Regions from separate parts of the Capsicum annuum genome. Here regions 1 and 3 are each linked to region 2. A link is a contact called in public Hi-C data. All regions are on one chromosome and are shown on one strand. Each heading gives the region's core, a stretch centred on a gene start, on an enhancer-like site or on the middle of the called end of the contact. The rest is flanking DNA. Distances are from core to core; before and after follow the strand shown. Region 1 holds the start of LOC107859955 (succinate dehydrogenase [ubiquinone] flavoprotein subunit 1, mitochondrial). Region 2 holds the start of LOC107859954 (cytochrome P450 90B1). Region 3 holds the start of LOC107859959 (phosphatidylinositol transfer protein 3).

Region 1 (3,823 bases), core at 683-3,182, 130 kb after region 2:
CAAAATCAACTCATAAATTATGATCTCCTAATTTATTTAAATTTAGATGGGTTAATAATCCACTTATCACACTAATTCAGTTCATTTGATACACTTAAGTCAACTCATTCAAATATTGAGCTAATATGCAGTTCAAATTAAACAAACAGATCAATAATTCGCTTGTTTATTAATTCAGTCTATTTTAACATGTCAATATCAATCTAAAAATGCTAATTTGACGCGACTAATAAGAACTTATGATGATAAAATTAACAACGTGTAATTGACATTAGTTAAGATGGTTAGTCTAGACGTCTTTCCAAAGTAGAAGTTGAGCGGCAGGAACGTAGGCCACGCTGCTAGCTTTTCCCATTAGTCTCCTTATGGCTTCCAAATCATCTGCGCGTCCATTCTCCTACCATTTATTATGGACATAAAAATCATTTGGGGGTTGTTTAGTACGGAGAAAAAAGCAAATTCATGCAAAGAAAGTGGCGTTTAATTTATATCAATAGCACAATTTACAATCATTAATCATTGGCACGTAGTAGTAAAAGAAAAATTCACCACCTGGGTTGTGGTGTAGTGGACGGAATGCTTCATCCTTAATTAAAGGTCGAGGGTTCGATCCTGGGTATGAAGAAAACTCTGTTGGGAGTGCTGTCACCTTAATGGGCCCTACAACACACGATCCGGATTAGTCGGGGCTCCAATGCGGGCACCATTTTTTTTTAGTTTTCTATCTGATGTTCGATGCCTGCATTGGAGCCCCGACTAATCCGGATCGTGCGTTGTAGGGCCCATTAAGGTGCGTTGTTGGGAGCACTGTCACCTTAATGAGCCCTACAACGCACGATCCGAATTAGTCGGGGCTCCAATGCGGGCACCGAACATCAGATAGAAAACAAAAAAAAAATAAAAAAATTCAGCAAGAACCAAGTAGTTTGACCTATACATACAAGTGGATAGAATTAAAACTATCCGAAGAAAATACGTAAATAAGCTTGATCTATGTTTTATTTTCAAAAAATAAAATATCGAGATATAAAAATATTAGTGCTAAATAGAGTATATTAGCAATCTGAGATTAGTTTAACAGTGCTCAATAAAGTGTATTCGTAATGTGAGATTAGTTGTGATGACATTATTTTTCTTCAATAACTGATTTGGTGTATTAAAAATATAACATTAATTGTCTAATAATTTATTTTTTTTAAAATATTTTTTTGCAAAAATACTCTCCATATTCTTTAGCTTTGTACTCTCTTAGGGACAATTATATATTTAATATATCTATGTATATAATAAAATTTCTTATATTGCTAATAACATAGCAATTTGTTAAAAAATTATACCAAACGAAAAATTAATAGTACCAAAAACAATATATACATTATTTTCTGAAATAGAGCGTACCAAACCCATCCGTTAGAATTTCAATGATAGCAAAAGGTCTTCAAAAGAAAAGAATAAAAGAAAATTACTGGTGTCTCGCAGCGAAACGTGATAGTGGCCGTTTAGTAATATTGATAAACACTAGGGGTAGTTCCATTTCCATTAAAGTGGAAATGTAATCACCGGTCAGAGAAAAATAAAATAGAAGGCCTTCCAACTTTCCAATTAAAAAAAGGATAAGTCGGTTTTACAAACTTGTTTTTTAAAAGAACTAAGCCTTTGAACAATTGAAATAATTATTGGATAATTACATTAGTTGTCTAAATAATTTCGCGCAGTTGTTGAACAATTTCTCTCAATTGTCGAACAACTGCTTCTAGTTGTCAAATAACTTTGGTAATTGTTCGACAACTATGTCTAATTGTCGAATAACTACCAAAATTGTTTTACAACTGAGACAAGTTGTTGAAACGAAAAAATTTAAAAAGAAAAACTCAAAAAAGTTTTATCCCTCCCACTTAATTTAAAAAATTTGAAAGACTTTCACTTAATTGACAACTTGTTTATCCTTTCTAATTGAAAGTCGTCAAGCAGGCCAATTTTTTATAAAAAATGATTGGAGTAAATTGTTTTCCCCAATAGCGTGTACCAACCCATCCCCATAAAATTTCAGTGATAGCAAAAGTGCTTCACCAAAAAGAATAAAGAAAATTACTGGTGTATCGTAACGGAACGTGAGAGTGGCCGTTTAGTAATATTGATTAGCGCTAGGGGTAGCTCCATTAAAGTGGGAATATAATCATCAGTCGTCCAGAACTCCGTGCCGGTACCCAAAAAAAGAGCATCCCATTTTCACATCCATTTTTCTACATTAACTTCATTCAATCTCCAGCAGCTCCATATTGGTTTTCTGTGGGAACCTTCGAGAATGTGGCGCTGTGTGTCGCGTGGTCTTCGCGCTTCCTCCAACAGATCCATCTCCGGTGGCGGCGCCCGCCATTTTCGCCGACTCTTCTCCTCACAATCTGTACGGTTCCTTCTATCTGTTTTCTTTGTCTATTGATTCGATCAGCTAATATTGAACCCCTCATTCTATCTAGTTGTTGAATCTCAAGATATTTTTAATTGATGCTTTTTTGTATTGAAGTTTGCTTGTAATCATTATCGGTTACCTAACTGTTTGTGAATTTTAAGTATTACTAATTGATGCATTTTGTATTGAAATTTGTTTGTAATCATTATCGGTGACCTAGATGTTTGTGAATCTTAGGAATTTTAGTTGATACATTTTATATTGAAGTTTGTTCTAATCATTTGAATGTTAGGATTTTTGATTGATTGAGTTTTATTTTTGACGTCTCATTAGGTTAACTACCTAGCTGTTATTGGATTTGATCTTCTTCTTTGAAGGTCTTTATGTTCGATTGTTGTAGATTCTTCGAGTTTATGATTAATCAACTTTAGCCGCAAAGCTCCTCTTTTTTAAAATCATTGTTTGCTTTTTTTTTTTTTTTTAACTTTTTTGATGATTATATATTTATTATAGTATGCTAAGATTCTGATGATTTTTTTTCGTCATGGTTGAATATTGTGTGTTGTCTAGCAGAATGTGGGAGGCTCGTCCTACACGGTAGTGGATCACACATACGATGCGGTGGTGGTCGGTGCAGGTGGTGCAGGGCTTCGAGCAGCAATAGGGTTGTCTGAGCATGGATTCAATACTGCTTGCATAACCAAGCTCTTTCCTACTCGATCTCACACTGTTGCCGCTCAGGTACCTGGATTCTAACTATTTGCCAATTTTAGTTTTTATTTTCTTGAACTAGGTAGATTTATTAATGGTTTACGGTAGGGAGGAGGAGACTCTGAATTTTAGAGGACAATATGTTGTACAAAGAACATCAAATTGTCTACACTAATTGGGACTCTTTGCTCATTGTTGTCAGGTTGTATGTTTATTCGTGGGCTGGGCCAACTAGACAATAGTCGTTTTATACTGAGTTTTCTTATTAATGATTAGAAACTTGAAAAAAGTTCACTGGATTTCTTTAGAAAGTTAAACTCATGACAATGGCAGTTGAGGTAGATTTGTGTTATAGTTCGTACAGAACTGTTAATAGCTGTATGTGTGGAGTATTTTTTAATCAAATGAGAAAAATTTGCTTTCATTATTTTCCCTTGCTCAATAGTATGTTATGGGTTTCCTCCACTTAAAGTTTTCTTCTTTTCTTGTTATCTGTTGAGAATGTCATGATGACACAATCTTGACCATACCATTTGAGGTATATTTGTGGTTAGAGTCTATTAGAACTGTGGGTTTCATTCATCAGCTCATTTTTGTGTTGTCTTGGGTTGGAATTTATAGTTGTTGTATTCCCTTCGCAATCATTGCTCGGAACTTGCTTAGGATTGACATTGCCGGTCTCCTTATGCATGCGTTATTATA
Region 2 (4,261 bases), core at 1,093-3,592:
TAATAGTAGTTTTTTTTTTTTGTTTATTTGTTAACTTCGTTATACTAGTTTTGTAAAATGTAATTAATGAAGTTTATTAATTATTTATTAAATTATTTATCCTTTCAAATAAATTTAGCTTAATTTTATTGTCAAATAGTATTTATAATAAATACAAATTATTACGAATCTATTAATGATGAATGATTTTTTTTTTAACATTAAGTAAATTTTAGACATGTAAAAAATATTCGTCTCAATTAAAAATGCGGCATACACATCTTTTTGAGACATTTAAAAATTCAAGAATGCAATGACACATCTTGATAAATATTTTTTTCTATAAAATTAAATTTATATCGATTTATTTAATATCAAAGGTGTAGATAGATATTTTTGGTATAATAAAAATAAGCGAATCTAGGCCTTCAAACATAATTCATCAAAATAGTTTTAGTCAAAATAATTCAATAAAAACGACCGTGCTAGAACCACGGGACTCGAGGGTGCCTCACACCTTCTCTTCGGTCAACAGAACTTCTTACCCGGTCTTCTATTTTCCCAGACCATAATAAAGAGTCATTTCCTTTTGATTATGGATTCAAAAAGGTGACTTGGAACATCAAAACTTAATTTCAAGTGGCGACTTTGTAAATAAAATAACTCCAATTCAAAATGGTCATTTTAATTGGAAAAATCCTTCAACCCGGCCCTGCGGGCCAAAAAAAAGTGTGACAATAGTATATTTCATCAAAATTATTTTTTCTTAAAAAAAATAAAAGTGATTTATTATTTATTATTTTTATATTTTGTAAGTAAACATAAAATATCATCCCAACATATTTGTATATGATCCAAATAAATGCTATATAAAGTGGCGGTGGAGATGAGGGTGGAACATGTTGGAGTGTTGAGAAAAAATAATTAGTATGGAATATTATGAATTTATCTTCTCTACTTTCACTAGAGACATCATATAAAAAATTAATTTTTCTAAAGTTTTTGCTTTATCAATAAAATTCTTCCATACCAAACACATAACTTAAAATTTTCAAAAAAAAAAAAAAAAAAGATCTCTTACAAATTTTATGTTCAATCAAACACCCACACTCAAAAAAAACTCTCAATATGATGCTTTGCGGCCGTAGACTATCGTACGTGTAGCTCAAGTGAGACAGGACGGGGACAAGTGCCTTACTTTTTAGCCACCTTGAAATCTTCCTTTTACTCCTTTCCCTCAGTATGCTGTAAATTTTGAGTTATGTATGTTTCCTTTTCTTCTCATAATTTTGATTCTACTACAAGCAAATATAATTTTCTTTCTTCTCTCGTGAACCGAAAGATGATGCATTAATGTAAAATGAAAAGGGGAAAGTGTATGAAAGTTATCTTGAACATGAAGACATCAATATATAAATAAGCGTTCAGACTTGCCTTCTATTGTTCAGTAAGCATTCTAACTTTGAGAATACATATCTAAAAAAATTAATTTGATCTCAACGGATAATTAAATACTGTAACTCGTTCTTATAGTGTCTCGTTGACACTCGACACTAACGTGATATAGAAATTTTAGAAGTGTCTAGATGATTATTTTATACGTTGGAATACTTAACTCATACAGTAGAGACGAGTTGAGGTATCTAAATGTGTATACTCAAAGTTGAAGTATTTACTTGTCACTTTAGATTATATTAAGGTATCGTTTGGTTGAAAACAAGTTATCCCAGAATTGATTATCTCGAAATTAGCTATTCTGAAAAAAAAAATATAAAAATATCTCACTACGTATATGAAATAACTTATCCCATTATAATGATATAAATAGCTGGACAGATAATTTTGACACTAACTTATATCTCCAACCAATATAACTTCCGCGTCAACGCCTAAATCAATTATGTCTTAACATAAATAGTTGCTAGTCTCTGTTCTTTATTACACCATCTTGGTGGTGTATTCAAGAAGGTGAAACGTAATGATACATGATAGTTTAAAATACAGTTTTTAGTGCGAGGAAGGATTTAGGAATAAATTAAGATGGTAAGTATTTAATTAGTGAATAAAGTAGAATTGTTTAATTTTAAGAGGGAACTGACTCAACGGCGCAAATGCTAAACGTCAACAAAGAAGCCTATAAAAAGCAACATACTTTCCAAAAAGAGCTTCACAAAACAGAAAGTTTCTTTTATAGCAGCAGCTGGACGGGAAAGATTCATAGTCGATGCTGCTGCATACATATATATAAATATAACACTACTCTTATTATTAATAAATATTACTATCTTATTCGAAACTCTGCTTCAGCAACAGACCCTGTTGAGTATTCAAAGTGGAAAAAATATAGAAGAAGAAAAAAAAGGAAAAAACAAACAGTGAAATAAATCATCAAATTGTTGTCCATGTCTGACTTGGAGTTTTTTCTTTTTCTTGTTCCCCCAATCTTGGCAGTACTTATTATTCTTAATCTATTCAAAAGAAAACATAAATTTCCAAATCTTCCACCAGGGGACATGGGTTGGCCTTTTCTTGGTGAAACTATTGGCTATTTGAGACCTTATTCAGCTACCACTATTGGAGATTTCATGCAAGATCACATCTCAAGGTAATCAATTAATTAATCCCAATTTTAATTCTTTTCTTAAAAAAGAAATTGTTGAATCTTTGTCCTGAAAATTTGAACTTCTCTAGGTATGGGAAAATTTACAAGTCAAATTTGTTTGGAGAGCCAACAATAGTTTCAGCAGATGCAGGGCTGAATAGATACATTCTGCAGAATGAAGGAAAATTATTTGAGTGCAATTATCCAAGAAGCATAGGTGGGATTCTTGGAAAATGGTCTATGTTGGTTCAAGTTGGACAAATGCATAGAGACATGAGAATGATTTCTCTGAATTTCTTGAGCCATGCTAGGCTCAGGAATCAACTTTTAAGTGAAGTTGAAAAGCACACTCTTCTTGTTCTTGCCTCTTGGAAACGGGATTCTGTAGTTAGTGCACAAGATGAAGCAAAGAAGGTAATTAAGGAGTAGTGCTATCTTTTTTCATTTATCTATAAGCAGGGCGGAGCTAAGTAGGGTCGACGGGCTCATAGTCGGAAAATAAACAGTATATACATGATTAAAACTATTTTTATATATATAATGTATATGTTTCTGTATTTGCTTTTTTCATATTTTTTAACTCCCTTGATGAAAATTGTTCAATCTTCAACATGCTATATCTAACTTTGGAAATTGTTGTTGTTTTCTGTGTGAAATTTCTACAGTTCACGTTCAACTTTATGGCAGAGCATATTATGAGTTTACAACCTGGAAATCCAGAGACGGAGCAGCTAAAGAAGGAATACATCACATTTATGAAAGGAGTGGTTTCTGCTCCATTGAATTTTCCAGGAACAGCTTATAGAAGGGCCTTACAGGTACTGTTATATATCACCATATCATTTAAGTAAAAACAGTAAGTGTTTATAATTTTCCTTGGGTGGTATCGGGGGAAGGATTTGGAATTGAATAATATCGATTCATAAAGAAGAAAAGATTCTTTATTGACTCGAACACTGTACCTATCTATTCAGGACCTGAATTTAAGTTCCAATTTCTCTGTTTTGTTATAGTCTCGATCGACGATTCTTGGATTCATTGAGAGAAAAATGGAGGAGAGGCTTAAGGAAACGAAAGGAAATGAAAACGATCTACTTGGGTGGGTTCTGAAGAATTCAAATCTTTCAAAAGAGCAAATTCTTGATTTGCTACTAAGTTTGCTCTTTGCTGGACATGAAACTTCATCAGTAGCCATAGCTCTGTCTATTTATTTCTTGGAAAGCTGTCCTGATGCTGTTCAACAACTGACAGTAAGCATATACAATCAAAGTCTTTTAGTGACAGATTAATGATTTTGTTGAAGTCCATTCTTTAATTTTTTTGAGCTGGTAATAAATTCAGGCAGAGCACTTGGAGATTTCCAGAGCCAAAAAGCTGTCAGGAGAAACAGAGTTGAATTGGGATGACTATAAGAAAATGGAATTCACTCAATGTGTAAGTTTCTACTCTTTAGCTTATTGTCATTTATGTCACACACTATCAGCTCATTTAAAAGATAATTGAACGTAACTATTCGTACACAGAGTATGAGTAGAGTTTGTTTGGATGAGCTTATAGCTTTACCTATAAGCATAACCCATAAGTCAAAAAGTGTCGTTCTCAACTACCCTTTACCTATTAGTAAAAGTGTTTTTAAGCACTTTTGAAGTGTTTGGATAAATTAAAAAAATGTCTCTAAAC
Region 3 (4,049 bases), core at 1,109-3,608, 210 kb after region 2:
ATTTGATCGAGTTTGGTACAAGGTCAGGTCGTTCCAGCTCTGTTTAAGCTACCCACATTGTTCGTTCGATCGAGTTTCGTACATGGTATATATATCTTGAAATTGAGGATTCGATGGCGAAGACCATTTGTACACTTTTCGGGTGTATGCTTGTGCATCTGTTGCCATTAGATGGTTTTCTCGTCGTCTTCGCTGGTCAAACTACAAACATCCAGTTGTGGGAGTGTTCTGCATGTACTTCTATGCAAAATGAATTTTTATTCAAAATGTTCTTGTAATTTGAGTTTTGGTGAATGTCTTGAAGTTTAGAATTTGGTCCCCGTTGTAAACTTTTCAGGTATAAGTTAATTGGAGTTTGTATCTGTCACCGTTGATCTGGCTTTCTCCTTTTCTTTGTATGTTAAATTTATAAGCATCCGGTTGAGACATTTAGGTATCTTTCTATTCATGTAATTTCAGTTTTGGTACACGATGTATATTCTTGAATCTTAAAATTTGAGTGCGAAAACCTTTTGTTTACTTTTCAGGGTTATGCTTCTGTGTGTCTTGCCATTGAGAGCTAGTTCTCTTTTCTTCTCTGGTAAATTTGTGGACTTTAGTCATGAGACGTTAGTACCTTTCTTTAGTGGTGGACCCAGTAATTCAAGGTTGTGGGTGCTTAAAAAAATTTATCACATCTTTAAGCTACTGCATCCAATCATATGTTTGTTTTCTGAGTGTTTTTTAATAAATTATATCATTTATTCTGTGTTTTTTATATAATTATACTTAATTTATGTAGAGTTTAGTGGGTGTCGGAGTATTCCAAAATTACGCATGGGTTTGCCCCTGCCTTTCTTGATACAAAGTTATCTGCAGTTTCAAGTGAATGTTCTGGATGCACTTTTCAGCACCGTGACATATATCAGAGAATCAAGGCAGAATCTCGGGAGTTATCAGAGATTTGAGAGAGAAGTGTGAGAATATATATCGGAAAGATCAAAATGACTCCGTGAGATTGGTTGTGTTGGCCGAATTTCTATAGATTTAGTATCATGGTAAATGGTTTAAATTGGGGAGGTAAGGGTAAGAATATTAATTCACTTCAATAAGTTTCAGTGAGTTTATTGAAAATAGGATTCAGGATTTCGACCAAACAGTCTGGCTTGGAACCGATCACTAATCTCATCCATGGAGAGGAGGTTAAGATTCAAGACCACATTTCAGCAGTATTACCTCCAATTAGGAGTGTCTCTTGAGATTATATATTGCACAGATGAGAAAGATCATTGGTCGTTCAGGGTGTTTATTTAAAAAGTTCTCACTGGAATCAAGTATTGATAATTTAAACTTAAAAGTTCAAGTTGTGTTTGATAATATTTTTATAATAAATATTTAAATTTAAATATATATTTTTTGAACACGAATCAAGTATTGATAATTTAAACTTAAAAGTTCAAGTTGTGTTTGATAATATTTTTATAATAAATATTTAAATTTAAATATATATTTTTTGAACACGAACCATATATTATTCAAAGGAAGTTATTTTACAAAAGAAAATTAGGACAAATTATAAAAAAGATGAAAATACGATACTGGGTGTTTTTCAAAGTTCAAATACTATTAACGTTTTAGTAAATAATATTATTTTTCATTTTTTAAAAGAAAAAGGTGTAGGGCCTTGTCCATAAATCTCAAAAACGAAAGGGAGGTGATCTACAAGATCCTTGAGGGAAGTTGAAGGAGTAGGGGCACTCGTGCATCATCTCTCTCGAGGTGTCACTGCAGTTGCACATTTAGGATTTTATATATCATAGATTAGTGTAAAGCTTTGCGTATTTTTTCGTAGAGAATCAAGCCTGTACAAATTTGTTTGTTCCTCTTAGTGTGTGCATATCAAAACTTGGTTTGTAATGTTTGGCACGGGATAAATATGATAAAGATTCGTCTCAATGGGCAGCATTGTGTTAATTATCTTTTTATTGACATAGGCACAATGTTTCTATGCTGACTTGTGTCTGTGTTGTTTCTTTTATGAAGACCCGTTATTTGTGTTGTGACTGAAATTGAAATTAAAAAAAAATGTTTTATACTACATGGAATCAAGTAGGGAAGTGCTGCGTTTCCTAGGAATATATATATATTTATAATATATGGATCCTCCAGTCGTACCAAAAGGGAGGAGGAGAGGAGGGGAGAGAATTAACTAGTCAAATCAAGTTTACTTGACCCCCTGAGTATTAAATTCATTACCTAAATTTGGAAGCTTCTAAATGCCACCTATATCACAAGGAACTACTAATTGCACCTGTTCTAGAAGGGCAAGATGTTTGAAAGATAAACTGAAATTTTGGGTTGAATCATGCAACATTTCTTGGTCAGCAGTTTGTTTTTACCGTCAGTGTGTTTGTTAGGCCTACCCAAATTTGTACACATTTGTTTTGAAAGGTAACAAAGTTGGGTATTATTGCATAATGGTGTCCAAAAGAGAAGACTTCAAGCGTGTGAAAATTCCATTGTTCGGCTGTTCCCACTTTTATCAATGTTACAGTGAATGATCACCAACTTGGCGTGATTTCTCCACAACTAGGAGTGGGGTTATCTACTTTTACTTGCTATTACTACAAGAACCAATTGCTATTATTTGTGCATAGAGAAGGATCCAGGGAATCACATGCCTCTGTCTATATGCCCATCTCTTTTAGGAAAGCTTAAGTCCAAATCTTTCTGCATCTTCCTAATTATCTCCCAAGAAAGGTAAAAGGTTACCATTTCGTTCTTGAAGTCATTCTCATCTCTTCTTTTTTTTTTTTTTTTTTGCTTTTTCCCAGTTGGCCTGATCTGGCTTACGTTACCTGAAGCCTAAATTTAAGATGAGTGTTTGTCTTAATGATGAAGCAGAGTCACTTGTAACAACTAAAAAGAAACCATGTTTCGTGGAAAGCAGTCTCAGACGAATCAGGCTGATGATCCTGCTAGCCGTGATGCAAAGGTGACAGTTTGATCAAGTTTTATTCTCACAAAATATCCACATATTGTTAAGTGGAAATACCCCACAACTGCTGCTTATAGAGAATTAACTAGACTGACCACTGGTCTAACACTAGGCAAATGCTCTACTCACACAGAATTGTCAGGACTATTGAACTCACTAAGTTAGTGATGAGTACTTGTGAACTAGTTTTCTTTGCCAAACCAGGTTAACGAGTTAAGGGCAGCTCTTGGACCTCTATCTGGGCGAAGCTTAAAGTTCTGTACTGATGCGTGTCTGAGGCGATACTTAGAAGCTCGAAATTGGAACCTTGACAAGGCAAAGAAAATGCTCAAAGAGACACTCAAGTGGAGATCCACCTATAAGCCTGAAGAAATTCGTTGGGTGATTGTTCTTTGACCTTTTCCATCTCTATACTCTAGACTAAATTTGTACTCTCAAGTTAATCGCCCAAAATATGCAAGGTCGCAGTTAGCCATCTAAAAGTCAATACTTTCATCCTCATTGTAGATCATAATGTTGATTTATTGAAGGTTTGAACTTTTCTTGGTCACTTTCTATTAGAACACCAGAAAGTGTTAGATAGTTGTTAGAATACTGGTGAATTTTAATTTATTGTTATCATTAGTGCAAATCATACTGCAGCTTAGAGGTTAGATATGGTTGGTATCGCACAAGTGTTACTAGAGCAACTTTATATGTATGTCACTCGGTGTAATGTTGGAAGATCGATGATTCTAAATTAATGATCTCGCAATTTATCAGCATGAAGTGGCACATGAAGGTGAAACTGGCAAAGTTTCTAAGGCCAATTTTCATGACCGACTTGGCAGGACCGTACTTATAATGAGGCCTGGGAGACAGGTTAGTCTTGTTTTCTTTGCCTTTAATTAAAATCCTATCCATATATTTCAAGTTATCAGTATCCAAATTGTTGTGTTTCATGGATGACAGAACACAGCATCTCCAGAAGGTAACATTCGTCATCTAGTCTATCTGATGGAGAATGCTAGCCTTAACCTGCCGGAAGGCGAAGAACAAATGTCTTGGTTGATTGACTTCAATGGGTGGTCAT

The links. A called contact is a pair of places that touch in the nucleus more often than the background predicts.
Region 1: a contact with region 2 is called in a Hi-C map of leaf, with 7 times the contacts expected there. The contact joins the promoter of LOC107859955 here to the promoter of LOC107859954 in region 2. A contact is called at or near these places in 5 of 5 Hi-C or Micro-C datasets (bud, leaf, pericarp and 1 more).
Region 3: a Hi-C map of leaf shows a contact between it and region 2, with 3 times the contacts expected there. The contact joins the promoter of LOC107859959 here to the promoter of LOC107859954 in region 2. A contact is called at or near these places in 3 of 5 Hi-C or Micro-C datasets (bud and leaf).

What each region holds. Positions count from the first base shown.
Region 1 is chr2:140,725,523-140,729,345 of UCD10Xv1.1, reverse strand. It overlaps LOC107859955 (succinate dehydrogenase [ubiquinone] flavoprotein subunit 1, mitochondrial), which reads left to right and starts at 1,932. Exons shown (of 16, transcript XM_016705124.2): 1 at 1,932-2,404; 2 at 2,984-3,151. The coding sequence starts at 2,306.
Region 2 is chr2:140,859,081-140,863,341 of UCD10Xv1.1, reverse strand. LOC107859954 (cytochrome P450 90B1) reads left to right here and starts at 2,342. Exons shown (of 9, transcript XM_047407232.1): 1 at 2,342-2,584; 2 at 2,671-2,995; 3 at 3,247-3,399; 4 at 3,595-3,831; 5 at 3,923-4,015. The coding sequence starts at 2,382.
Region 3 is chr2:140,653,129-140,657,177 of UCD10Xv1.1, reverse strand. It overlaps LOC107859959 (phosphatidylinositol transfer protein 3), which reads left to right and starts at 2,358. Exons shown (of 6, transcript XM_016705128.2): 1 at 2,358-2,739; 2 at 2,884-2,974; 3 at 3,182-3,358; 4 at 3,740-3,838; 5 at 3,929-4,049. The coding sequence starts at 2,912. LOC107859958 (a long non-coding RNA gene) reads left to right here. Exons shown (of 2, transcript XR_007052464.1): 2 at 1-527.